Linked DNA regions of Mus musculus: region 2 is linked to region 1. Evidence: chromatin contacts called from public promoter capture Hi-C data. All regions are on one chromosome and are shown on one strand. Each heading gives the region's core, a stretch centred on a gene start, on an enhancer-like site or on the middle of the called end of the contact. The rest is flanking DNA. Distances are from core to core; before and after follow the strand shown.

Region 1 (5,781 bases), core at 1,482-3,981:
CAAGCTTCCAGGTCAGGGAGGAATCCTGTCTCAAGGGACTAAACTAGACTCCGAGAAAGACACAGAGACAGACAGAGCTGGAGGCAAAGGAGGGGGAAGCAGACTCTAGTTAGAGATTAGGAGAGAAAGGACTGGTCCAACAGGGGCAGGGTTACTCAGGAAAAGGACAGACAGACAGGGCTAAGGGTCCAGGGTGAGATGCCCCTCCAAAGCCTCGGTGTGCTCTTGCCCGTCACAGCCCATAGACCCCTGTGCAGCTCGGACTGCATCCGGATCTTTGTGACCTTCTCCAGCATGTTTCTTATCTTCGTCCTGGGTGCAATCTTGTTCTTCCATCAAAGAAGAAACCACGGGCCAAGTAAGACACAGGCCTTCCCTCCTGTCTCTCAGCTGTGCTACCCACACCTAAAGCCCCCACACCTACTCCACCCACCTACTCTGGCTCCTCAAGTGTCCTTCCCCCAGACTCCCCAAGCCCCCCAGCTCTCAGCCCTCCACTTGGGCTTTTCTCCTCTTTTCTCCCCTTCACCTTTCTTCTCTCCACTGCTGACCGATTGTGTTTGCACAGATGAAGACCGGCAGGCAGTGCCTGAAGAGCCTTGTCCTTACAGCTGCCCCAGGGAAGAGGAGGGCAGTGCTATCCCTATCCAGGAGGACTACCGGAAACCCGAGCCTGCTTTCTACCCTTGACCGGGTGCTGGTGGGGCCCTTTCTGACGAGGGGCCATCCACAGAGACCTCAATGGTGGCCTGCTCCCCTGTCATGGTCATCAGAACCCTTTCCTGTGAATACTCAACAAACTGCCCTTCTGAGACCAACAGGGACAAGAGCAGGATCCCAGTGTGTGGCCCAGCAAGCTGGGGAGACTCAGGCTCTAGCTATAAAGCACACTTACTCTAAGTGAAACCGTCCAGCTGACAAAACTACATGCCAGGGGTGGAAATGGCTCACCAAGGGCTCCAGAGGGGGCTTGGCAGTGAGGAGCACGAAGTGTTCCTCCAGAGGACCAGAGTTTGATTCCCAGCACTGTCAAATGGATCGAAACCAGCTGTAACTCTACTTTCAGAGGGTCTGACACCTTTGACCTCCTCTGGCATCTACAAACACAGGACGGACACACACACACACACACACACACACACACACACACACACGATTAAAAATAATAATTTTTTTTAAAAAAATGGAATGAGCCACCGGCAGGTGCCCTGGTACCAGAAGGACTGACTGCCGTGAGAGACACTATCTACAGACACACAGACTTCCTGGCCTTGGTTCTGTCTTCTCTGTAAGTTGTGACAGTGCTGTGGGAAAGCTGAGGCTGAGACTTTCTCTCAGTTGAGCTAAAACTATAAATAAATTCATTTGTCTACTTCTATACACATTGTCCCTTCTCTCTGTGCAGGCAAACACTGGAACCCGGAGCCAAGCCTTACGGCCCAGGGACTCTAGTAACAAGCCAGCTATGGACACTCTCCATGTGCTATTCCCCTTCCTACAGAATGAGGGTAGGGGAACAAGAGGAGGAGGAGGAAGAAGAAAAAAAAGAAGGGACAGTGAACTAGGAAGAAGGATAGTGTAAATGCTAACTTCAAATACGCACACCTACAACTGAAACAAACAAACAAACAATCCCTCAGTGTGGCCCTGAGCTTGTAATTCAAGGGGTTAAGTGGTGTGACAAGGGCGGGGCTTGGAGTAGAGACAGCAGGAGATCACTGCTGTGCTTGTTGGCTACCAAACAATTCCAGGTTCAGAAAGAGACCCTGTCTCTGAAGAATAAGGTGGGGTAATAGAGCAAGACACCCAGTGCCCTCACCGAGCCTCCACACACAGGCAGGGCTGGGCATACTCACCCACACAAGTGTATACACCGCATATACACAAATACAAGTTAAAAGTGAGACTTCACATAGCTGTCCAGCCTCCTAAAATTCCAATCCTAGAACTAGGCCACACCCCATCTCGTCTGTTCGATCACAGATCTGAACAGGGAGTTGTCACCAGGGCAGACCCAAAGGATTTAACATGGACTGAAAGGAAGAAGGGTCCAGAGTACCGGGGAATCTATCTTCTGGCTCCACCCCCTCTCCAGCCCTCTCATAGTTGGGGCTGATGGGAAAGCTGATGTGGTGATACCAGGTTTTGAAATCACCTGGGGATTTCTTGGGTGCGGGGTGGACCTTAGGGAGAACAGAAAGCAGAGCTGGCTGCAGCCATTACTGGCCTCGGGCGGGCGGCCACAGAGGCAGTTGAAGTGAAAGTGAAAGAGAAACGATAAGAGAACGGAGACCACAGGTGCTAAGTGAGGGTGCTCACAGAACCCCCTCTTCAGCCAGAGATCACTAGCAGGGGAACTGTGGAGAAGGCAGCCAGCAAGGAAGAGCCTGAGAGTAGCCTCCATGGGCTTGGAGCCCAGCTGGTATCTGCTGCTCTGTTTGGCTGTCTCTGGGGCAGCAGGGACTGGTGAGTGCGGAGACCAGGCTGGGGCCTGGGGGACTGGGGGGGAGGAAGCGCCAAGCTAAAGGAGCCCCAGGAAGCCACCTTCTCAGAACAGCACCAGCTTGTCTGCTAAGCCCAGCAAATGAGTGCGGCACTCACAACATGCGGAACCAGTTTGGAGAGGGGTACGGCAGAGAACTCACAGAAAAGGGGGGCTTCCTCGATGGGAAGGCAGGGTGTTAGCATTCTGTGGGACAGCTCACTGCCCTGAGTTGAATCCTTAGAAGAGGAAGGGGCTCCCCAGGCTAAGAAATCATTGGGTTGGTGACTCCTGGTGGGCGTGGCTATGGCAGAAAGCAGAGGCCTCTGGGAAAGTTGGGTGATGAGAAAAAGGTTGTCAATGTCCCTAGGAACAGCAGTGTCTTGGCTCCTCTCCCCTGTGGCAGTATTTCTTATTCCTTTTTTTTTTTTTTTTTTTTAACCTGAGAATTCCTTTCCAGAAATTCCCTTGCATCCCACAGCTGAGACTCAGAAATACAAAGCATAAACCCCTCTGGCTTTGATCAGGACAGATCTAGGACTTGAAATAACTCACAGAGCCGCTGCCTGAGTAGCAGGTGCCTCAGCAGAAGCTGGGTTTATAGATGACACCAGGACAGCGGGGCTCAGAAGGCACCTTTACCTGCTGCTCAGCCCGGGGCTTGGTGAAGGGGTGGGAAGAGTGTGGAGGACGAGGGTGCTTGTTCCACTTTCCCTGCAGACCCTCCCACAGCGCCCACCACAGCAGAAAGACAGCGGCAGCCCACGGACATCATCTTAGACTGCTTCTTGGTGACAGAAGACAGGCACCGCGGGGCTTTTGCCAGCAGTGGGGACAGGGAGAGGGCCTTGCTTGTGCTGAAGCAGGTACCAGTGCTGGATGATGGCTCCCTGGAAGGCATCACAGATTTCCAGGGGAGCACTGAGACCAAACAGGATTCACCTGTTATCTTTGAGGCCTCAGGTAAAATCTCCCCATCCTAGGCTTCCTCCACAGGAACAGCCCCGTTCCCAGTTCTATCTACCCACGCCTGCCCCCCCCCCCCCCCGGTCTGGCGTTGTCCATCCAACATTACTTCTGTATGCTGCCCTTCTCCCCAGTGGACTTGGTACAGATTCCCCAGGCAGAGGCGTTGCTCCATGCTGACTGCAGCGGGAAGGCAGTGACCTGCGAGATCTCCAAGTATTTCCTCCAGGCCAGACAAGAGGCCACTTTTGAGAAAGCACATTGGTTCATCAGCAACATGCAGGTTTCTAGAGGTGGCCCCAGTGTCTCCATGGTGATGAAGACTCTAAGAGATGCTGAAGTTGGAGCTGTCCGGCACCCTACACTGAACCTACCTCTGAGTGCCCAGGGCACAGTGAAGACTCAAGGTGAGAAAACAAAATGCAGTGGCACAGGAACATTTTGTATTATTGTGTGTGTGTGTGTGTGTGCGCGTCCATGCGCACATACGTGTGCACATGCCACAGCACATAGGTAGAGATCAGAGGACAGCTTATAGAACCTACCATGTGGTTTCCAGGGATTGAACTAGTTCACTATGCTTGGCAGCAAGCACTTTATGCACTATGCCATCTCAATAGCCCCAAGATAGTTTTTTGGTTTTTTGGTTTTGGTTTTTTTTTTTTTTTGGGGGGGGGGTTGTTGTTTTTTTAATTTGTTTTTTGTTTGTTTGGTTGGTTTGTTGGTTGGTATTTTGTTTTCTTTTGTGGTTAGAGATGGGATAGAAGGAAGAAAACAAATATCCCACAGGTCCTCCTGAGGTACCCATAGAGCTTCATCTTTTCTTTCTAAAATATCCTGAGTCAAGAAGAGGGGATGCTAGGAGATCCTTATTCGAGCAAGCATCAAAACATAATAATCATCAGGTATTTTCTCCAAAGTGGGGAAGCAACACATGAGGACACTGTAGCTACACATGTCACTACACTCTTATTTAGCCAAACTCATGTTTCCTCCCAGGGAGAGGGAGTCTGGTCTGGTGCTTCATGGCAATTACAGCAGAGCACAGGGAGAAAGAAGTGCTCAGTAGCTCTTACTAGTGAGCCCATTCCTCATTCTCTCCCACTTAGTACCTCCTACCAGGTTCAAAACCAAGAGGAAACATATTGACAGGCACCTGGAGAGTCCAGTTCATTATTTTGCCTCCAAAAAGGAGAAAATCAAGTCCACAGAAGATGACGATGAGGGGGCCCCTCTCCTATCCCTGCAAACCCCTAAAACATTAGCCTTTAGTATTATGTTGTCCCATACTGAGGATAGAACCTAGAGCCTTGTGCTAAACACGAGCTCTACTACTAAACTACAGCTTCAATTCCTTTTTCAGTTTTATTGTGAAACAGGGGTCTCACCCAGATGCCCTGGCAGGCCTGGAAACTTGTGATTCTGTCATGCCTCCTTAGTAGCTGATGGTACAGGCATATACTACCACACCCTCCGGCTCTACAGTCCTTTCTGAATGTGCCTTGCCACATCAGAAAAGATGTTCAGCATCTCCTATCCTTGGCCATGGGTAGTTTAGTGCTTCTCCCTTTTTGAACTTATTCAGATCTACAAATAAATGAAACAACATACCCCCACCCAGCCGTGACTTATTTCTGACCTATTTCGTCAGCTGTCATAGTTCCTCTCTACCCGACTAACATAGATATCCTCCCCTGGACTGACTAGGCTGTAGGGACCACAACACTTCACCCCCAAATGCTCCCATGTGCAGTTAGGGCTGATAGCTGAAAGTCAAGGCCACTCTGCTTCACAATAACCAAGGATCCCAAAAGCCTATCAAGGCTGGGGAGTGCTCTACTCACAGTAACAAGGGTCCAGTGCACACAGGACTTAACAGTATTTCATTCATGGAAAGACGTGACTATTGAAGCTGGACGTACTGTCCACATCTGCAGTCCTTGCACTTGGAGGGACTGAACCACGAAGATTGTGGGTTTAGGCTCTCATGTGTGCCTTGCTGCACCATTAATTTATGGCTCCACTGGACAGGAAATGAACTCAGTACCACTGTCCAGGGAAGGGAGCCGGAGCTGTCTGTCCATGGCTCAGAGGCCAGGTGACCTTAAGGAAGAAACAGTCTGTAAGTCACCCTTTCTTTCTCTCTACAGTGGAGTTCCAGGTGACATCAGAGACCCAAACCCTGAACCACCTGCTGGGGTCCTCTGTCTCCCTGCACTGCAGTTTCTCCATGGCACCAGGCCTGGACCTCACTGGCGTGGAGTGGCGGCTGCAGCATAAAGGCAGCGGCCAGCTGGTGTACAGCTGGAAGACAGGGCAGGGGCAGGCCAAGC
Region 2 (5,619 bases), core at 235-2,734, 570 kb after region 1:
CCTTTTTAAAAATAGGGTCTCAAACCATTAGCCCAGGCTCAAACTCACAGTTCTCTTGCCTTAGTCCCAGGGCACTGAGCCGCAAAGGCATAAGTCACCACACCCAATTTATCTCAAACTTCCTACAGTTAACCCTCTACTTACGCCTCTCTCAGGTTAAAGTTATGCAGCCTTCCCCAAAAGTTCCAAGGACTTAAAAACCTACTGAATCGAGTCTCTGATCACTGATCTTGACCTAAGAATTCTTACCGGACTTTACAGCGATCCAATGCTAAGCACGGCTGTCTTCATCTCATAAGAGAATTAGATGCGGAGCAGTTAAATGGCTTGCCTGGGGGGTCTTACCGTTTGTGAGTAGCGACAAGAGTGGTTGCTACTCACAAACGGTAAAGAGTGGGACTCCTTTAACTTCAAAGTCCACACTTTTTCCATCATACCACGTTACCTCATGTATTAAAAAACCTCGAAGAGTGCGGTTTTTAAAAGACTATAAAATATATATATAATATATAACACAGCTTGTTGCGACATAAATTCAGGTACATCACATCCTTTGAACCATATGAATAATAGTCCCTTGGAACAAGCATGGAGTTTTTAAGGTTGTTAATAGTGCTGTTTCCCAAGCCCAGTGTAAGAATGTATTCCAGAGTAAATGACAGGTGGGCGGCTAAGGGGGAAAGCAATATGGTACAAGAAAATACTAGAAAGTGGACAGAAAAGAGATGAAAGTACACTATACGTTGGCAATACACAAAATAGACCGAGAAGACATAGTATGAAATAATCGGGCAGAGGAGGCCCGTAGGGCTAAAATATCTTAAGTTCGAGGGCCTATGCCTCTCGTAAGGAGAGCGCATGATGGGAGCTGTTAATAACAAATAAGTAGTACTCATGGCCACAGTCGAACTCTTGAGAGCCACAGACAGACATAGGTCGCAAGGGCACAGTCCGGCATATCGATGACAAGGCGGGAGGTGACTGAGGAGCCAAAGGGCACAGTATGGGCCAAAGAAAATGGGAAGAGGTTCAGAGGGTACGGGCCCCCAGACTTGAGACCAGACTTGTCTTCCCTTCGATAGCTGGCTGGTGTGCTTGATGACCCGCACCCCCAAGCCCTCCTGGGTCCCAGGTTCGGGGCAGACAGACAGGTCCTGTCCCCAGACCCCATTCTGCCCATTTCCTTGGGACTCCACGAGGGGGCAGAGGCAGGCAGGAGGGTCCTTACCCAGGAAGATGGAGAAGATGAGCCGCAGCGCCTGTTCCGACGCGCCCAGAGACGTCGCCAACTTGTTAAGGCTCAGATCCTCGACACCCGGCCACAGCCCCCGCATCTGCTCCAGCGTCTCTCCCATGTCCCCGTCCGCTGTAGACGCCATCTTAACTGCGGGCGCCCCCCGGGGACCCCCAGCTCCGCGCCCCGAATGTGGGCAGAACGCGGTGGCTTCACCCCCAATTCCGGCCGGGGGCCCGCCCACGGCGTGCGCATTGGCTGCGGGCCCGCCCAGAGCCTCTAGACCCACCCGATTATTGGTCGAGCCAGCCGGGGGCGGGGCCGAGCGCAGCAAGGTAGGAAGAGGGCGGGGCCGAGCGTTTGTAAGGCAAAGGTGACTCCCGTGAGGAAGGGAAACGGGCCGGGCCGGCGGGGCGGGGCGGGGCTTGCGATCGCGACCCAGCTGCTATTGGAGCAGGCGGGAGCGCGAGGCGAGGTGACAGTACAACTCGGTCCGGACGGCTCCGGGCAGGAGTGGGTCGGACGGGTGTCCGGCCGGCTTGCTCGCTGCCTTCCCATTGGTTGAGACAGGAGCAGGCGAGAGTCGGGGCGGGGGGGGGGCGGGGGGGGGCGGGGGCGTCACCAGACCGCGAGGTTACTCTCGGTCGCCGGCGCTGGGGTTACTGGGGCATGTAACGGAGCGGAGCGAATGTCTGCTGTCACCCCACGAGCGCCCCCTAACGGTGTCTCCTCGGGGGCGGGGGAGGGGGGGAGAGCGAGGGTCCTGCATTCCCAGCCCTTTCCTGAAGGCTCTGGGGGAGCCCAGGGGCCCAAGAACACCCTTTAATGCTACGTAGCTCTTCCCGATGCAGGTCCTTTTCGGTTGTTCAAGTACTGGGACTCGAACCGGTGCCGCGTGCACGCTCTCCTGCCGGAGCTACAACCCTAGTCCTTATGCAGAGTTCCCTTTCTATAGTAAAACGGACCTTCTCTCCGGAGGCAATGAAATTAGGATCTGCCTATTTATATTAAAAAGAGCCTACTTAACACTTGCCGCTTTAATTAACAGTTAGGCTAGTTTTGTCACGGCTTAAGTAATGTATGTTCCTGATGAAAGTTCAAGCACTAGAGGCATGAAGCAAAATAGGAGCCCTTTCCTCCTATGCAGTGTCACTTCCCACTGATTGACCCCAGGGAAAGTGACAGTGTATGGGGTGTGTAACAAAGGGGTTCACAAGTTCTTGTCCTAAAAAGTTCAGCTATGGCTTACACTTCCATGGCATTTTATACTTTTTTCCAGCCCCCCCCCCCCCTTTTTTTTTTTACTGGGAAATTGAACGTAGGCTTTACGTGTGCTAAGGAAGCATTGGACCACTGAGCTATGTCTCCTGCCTTTTCATATGTCCTTTTATTTATACTTAAAGGCATTTTTTTTTACATTTATTTGTGTATATATTGGGGTATGTTGGAGGAAGGGCTAGTTTTTGCCACAGAACACACATGAAGGCCAGAAGACAACTTTCAGGAGACTGCTCTGTCTTTTGCCATGTGGATTTTGACGATTGAACTCAGTGCTGGCAAGTGCTGTAACGCGCTGAGCTATCTCTCTGGCTCGCAATTATTTTAATTAATTAAATTTTAATTTAAAATGCTTTATTTTTAATAATAGGGTTGTGCCTCTGTGGGTGGTGTGTAGATGAAGATTTCCTATCCCCGGTGTCTGGGTGTTACAGGAAATTGTGAATGGTGTGATATGGGTGCTGGGAATTGAATGCAGGCCCTCTGCAAGAGCAATATTCTCTCTTAACCACAGAGCCAGCCTGCCAGCACTGCCATTCTTTTTAAATATGAACTGCTTTACTCTTCCTGAAAAGTGCAGACTACAACCTTCCTGGATTAAGATTTTCTAATCTAGGCATAACCTAGACCAGTGGCTCTCAGCCTAATGCTGCAACCCTTTAATATACTTCCTCATGCTGTAGTGATCCTCCAACCCTAAAATTATATTTGTTACTACTTCATAACTGTAATTTTGCTACTGTTATGAATCATCATGCAAATATTTTTTGGAGATAGAGGGTTGCTAGAGAGGTTGAGAGCCACAGGTTGAGAACCACTGGCCTGCACAGAGAGCCAAATGTATCCCTTTCTGATGTCATCCCCTTCTTCATGTGAGACTGAAGATCTTAGACAATCACTTGACTGATGTGAATATTCATCACCAGGTAGTTTTTTTTTTTTTTTTCTTTTTTTTTTGGTTTTTCGAGACAGGGTTTCTCTGTGTAGCCCTGGCTGTCCTGGAACTCACTTTGTAGACCAGGCTGGCCTCGAACTCAGAAATCCACCTGCCTCTGCCTCCCAAGTGCTGGGATTAAAGGCGTGCACCACCACCGCCCGGCAAGGTAGTTCTGTTTAAAGGTGTGGTACTGGGCACAGCAGTGGGATGGCGCAGCAGGTTGCGGGGGGCCGGGGGGCGGTGCTTGCTGTAAATGCCTGGCTGACTCTGGACTTTGATTGCTGGGACTCAAGATAGGAAGAGAGAACCAGTTCCTAAAAGTTGTCCTCTGAGTTTTACACATGTATCATGACATGCCTGTCCCCACATTCAAACATACATACATCACACACACACACACACTCATCCACATACACTAATAATTTTTTTTAAAGGTGAGCAGGGCATGGTGGTGTAAGCCTTTAATTCCAGCACTACAGAAGCTGAGGCAGGAGGATTTCTGTGAGTTTAAGGCCAACCTGGTCTAGTCCAGGATGGCTTGGAACTTTGGAACTCTACAGCTCAGGCTGGCTTTGAACTTTGATTCTCCTGACTCAGACTCGCAAGGGCTGCATATGTGAGCTTCCGGCCCATCCCTCTGTCTCTACATCCCATTCTGACACAGGAATGCTAGGATTATGGAAGTGAGTCCTCATATCTGACTTTTTAACTTTATTATTATCTGGTTTAAGACAGGGTGTCACTGTGTAGTCCTGGCTGGTCTGGAACTCCCTATGTAGAACATGTTGGCCTGGCACTCAAAAGATCTTCCCGCGGCTGCCTCCTGAGTGCTGGGATTAAAGGAACATGCGTGGGCAGGTGGTAATGGATTACAGAAGAAGGCAGGTTGAGCCTCTGCTGCTGTATTTTGCCTCAGGTTCCTACCTTGAGTTCCTGCCCTGCCTTGAGTTTCTTGGAAGTGGAAGACAAATAACCCCTTTCCCCTTCAAGCTGCTCTGGTCATGGCCGTTTTTTTTTGTTTGGGTTGTTTTGTTTTATCACAATAGAAACCCTAATTAAGACATTTTTTTAAAAAGTCATTTGCCAGACAGTGGTGGCACACATCTTTAGTTGCAGCACTCGGGCAAGACCAGCCTGGTCTACAGAGCCAGTTCTAGGACAGCCAGGGCTACACACAGAGAAAAAAAAGTCATTTCAACTCTTTTTTTTTTTTTTTCTTAAAACTAGTGAGTTGTGTAGAGAGGAATTATGTACTCTATAGGAAAGAAGAAATAACTGTGTTAGAACTGAGCGTATCTGAGCCGGGCGTGGTGGCACACGCCTTTAATCCCAGCATTTGGGAGGCAGAGGCAGGCGGATTTCTGAGTTCAAGGCCAGCCTGGTCTACAAAGTGAGTTCTAGGACAGCCAGGGCTATACAGAGAAACCCTGTCTCGAAAAACCAAAACACCCAAAAAAGTGAAAAAAAGAACTGAGCCTGTCCATCACTGCCGCAGCGACCACCACCACCACCACCACCACCACACCTTCTTCTCCTGTTGGTCTTTCTTTCTTTTCTTATTTCACACTTGGTGCTTTTCTTTTCTGAGGCACCAACAATTACTTTACCTCTGTAGACAGTAGTATCCTTAGCTTCCTGGAGTTCCTGTGGTGGGCATTCCACCTCTCCCAGTTCCTCGCCCACAGTGGATAGGCAGAACTGTTCTTTGATGTGGTTGCAGTATGCAGAACAAAGGCGGCTGGCCCTCCCTCTCTTGCCACGCCCGCCCTCTTTGGCAGAGGTGAGCCCCCACTTCTTCAGGTACTTTTTGGAGAACTCTGAGGCACTGACTGAGGTTTAGGTGTTGCTTCTGGAGCCTCCTTTGGGAGTTTGCACAAAGTGTGCAAAGGATGCCACTTTGGCATTTTAGCCTCTCCCGTGTCAGTGTTTGGTCTTTTTCCTCAGGGAGGGCTGGAGTCACCCAGGGTCTGGCCAGCTTTCCCTTGCGTGGCTCTGCCTGTGGAGTTCAGTGTGTTGCAATGGCTCTGAAAGCAGGAGTCAGGCACTACTATCTTTTTTTTTTTGTTTGTCTTTCTTTTGAGACAAGGTTTCCCTGTGTCTCCTCAGCAGACCAGTACCACAGTGGGCTGCTTCCTTAACCAACAATGAGAGTTTCTCTTGGACTTGGGCT

The links. Promoter capture Hi-C pulls out the DNA fragments that hold promoters and counts their contacts.
Region 2: a contact with region 1 is called in a promoter capture Hi-C map of pre-B cells, with 2.9 times the contacts expected there. The contact joins the promoter of Lpcat3 here to the promoter of E130112N10Rik in region 1. A contact is called at or near these places in 2 of 39 promoter capture datasets (liver and pre-B cells) and 1 of 9 other capture datasets (adipose tissue).

Annotation. Positions count from the first base shown.
Region 1 is chr6:125,228,219-125,233,999 of GRCm38.p6, reverse strand. E130112N10Rik (RIKEN cDNA E130112N10 gene) reads right to left here and starts at 2,731. Exons shown (of 2, transcript NR_015604.3): 1 at 2,646-2,731. It overlaps Tapbpl (TAP binding protein-like), which reads left to right and starts at 2,140. Exons shown (of 7, transcript NM_145391.2): 1 at 2,140-2,466; 2 at 3,203-3,445; 3 at 3,583-3,855; 4 at 5,599-5,781. The coding sequence starts at 2,403. Cd27 (CD27 antigen) reads left to right here. Exons shown (of 6, transcript NM_001033126.2): 5 at 239-358; 6 at 569-1,378. The coding sequence ends at 690.
Region 2 is chr6:124,658,969-124,664,587 of GRCm38.p6, reverse strand. It overlaps Lpcat3 (lysophosphatidylcholine acyltransferase 3), which reads right to left and starts at 1,484. Exons shown (of 13, transcript NM_145130.2): 1 at 1,229-1,484. The coding sequence starts at 1,379.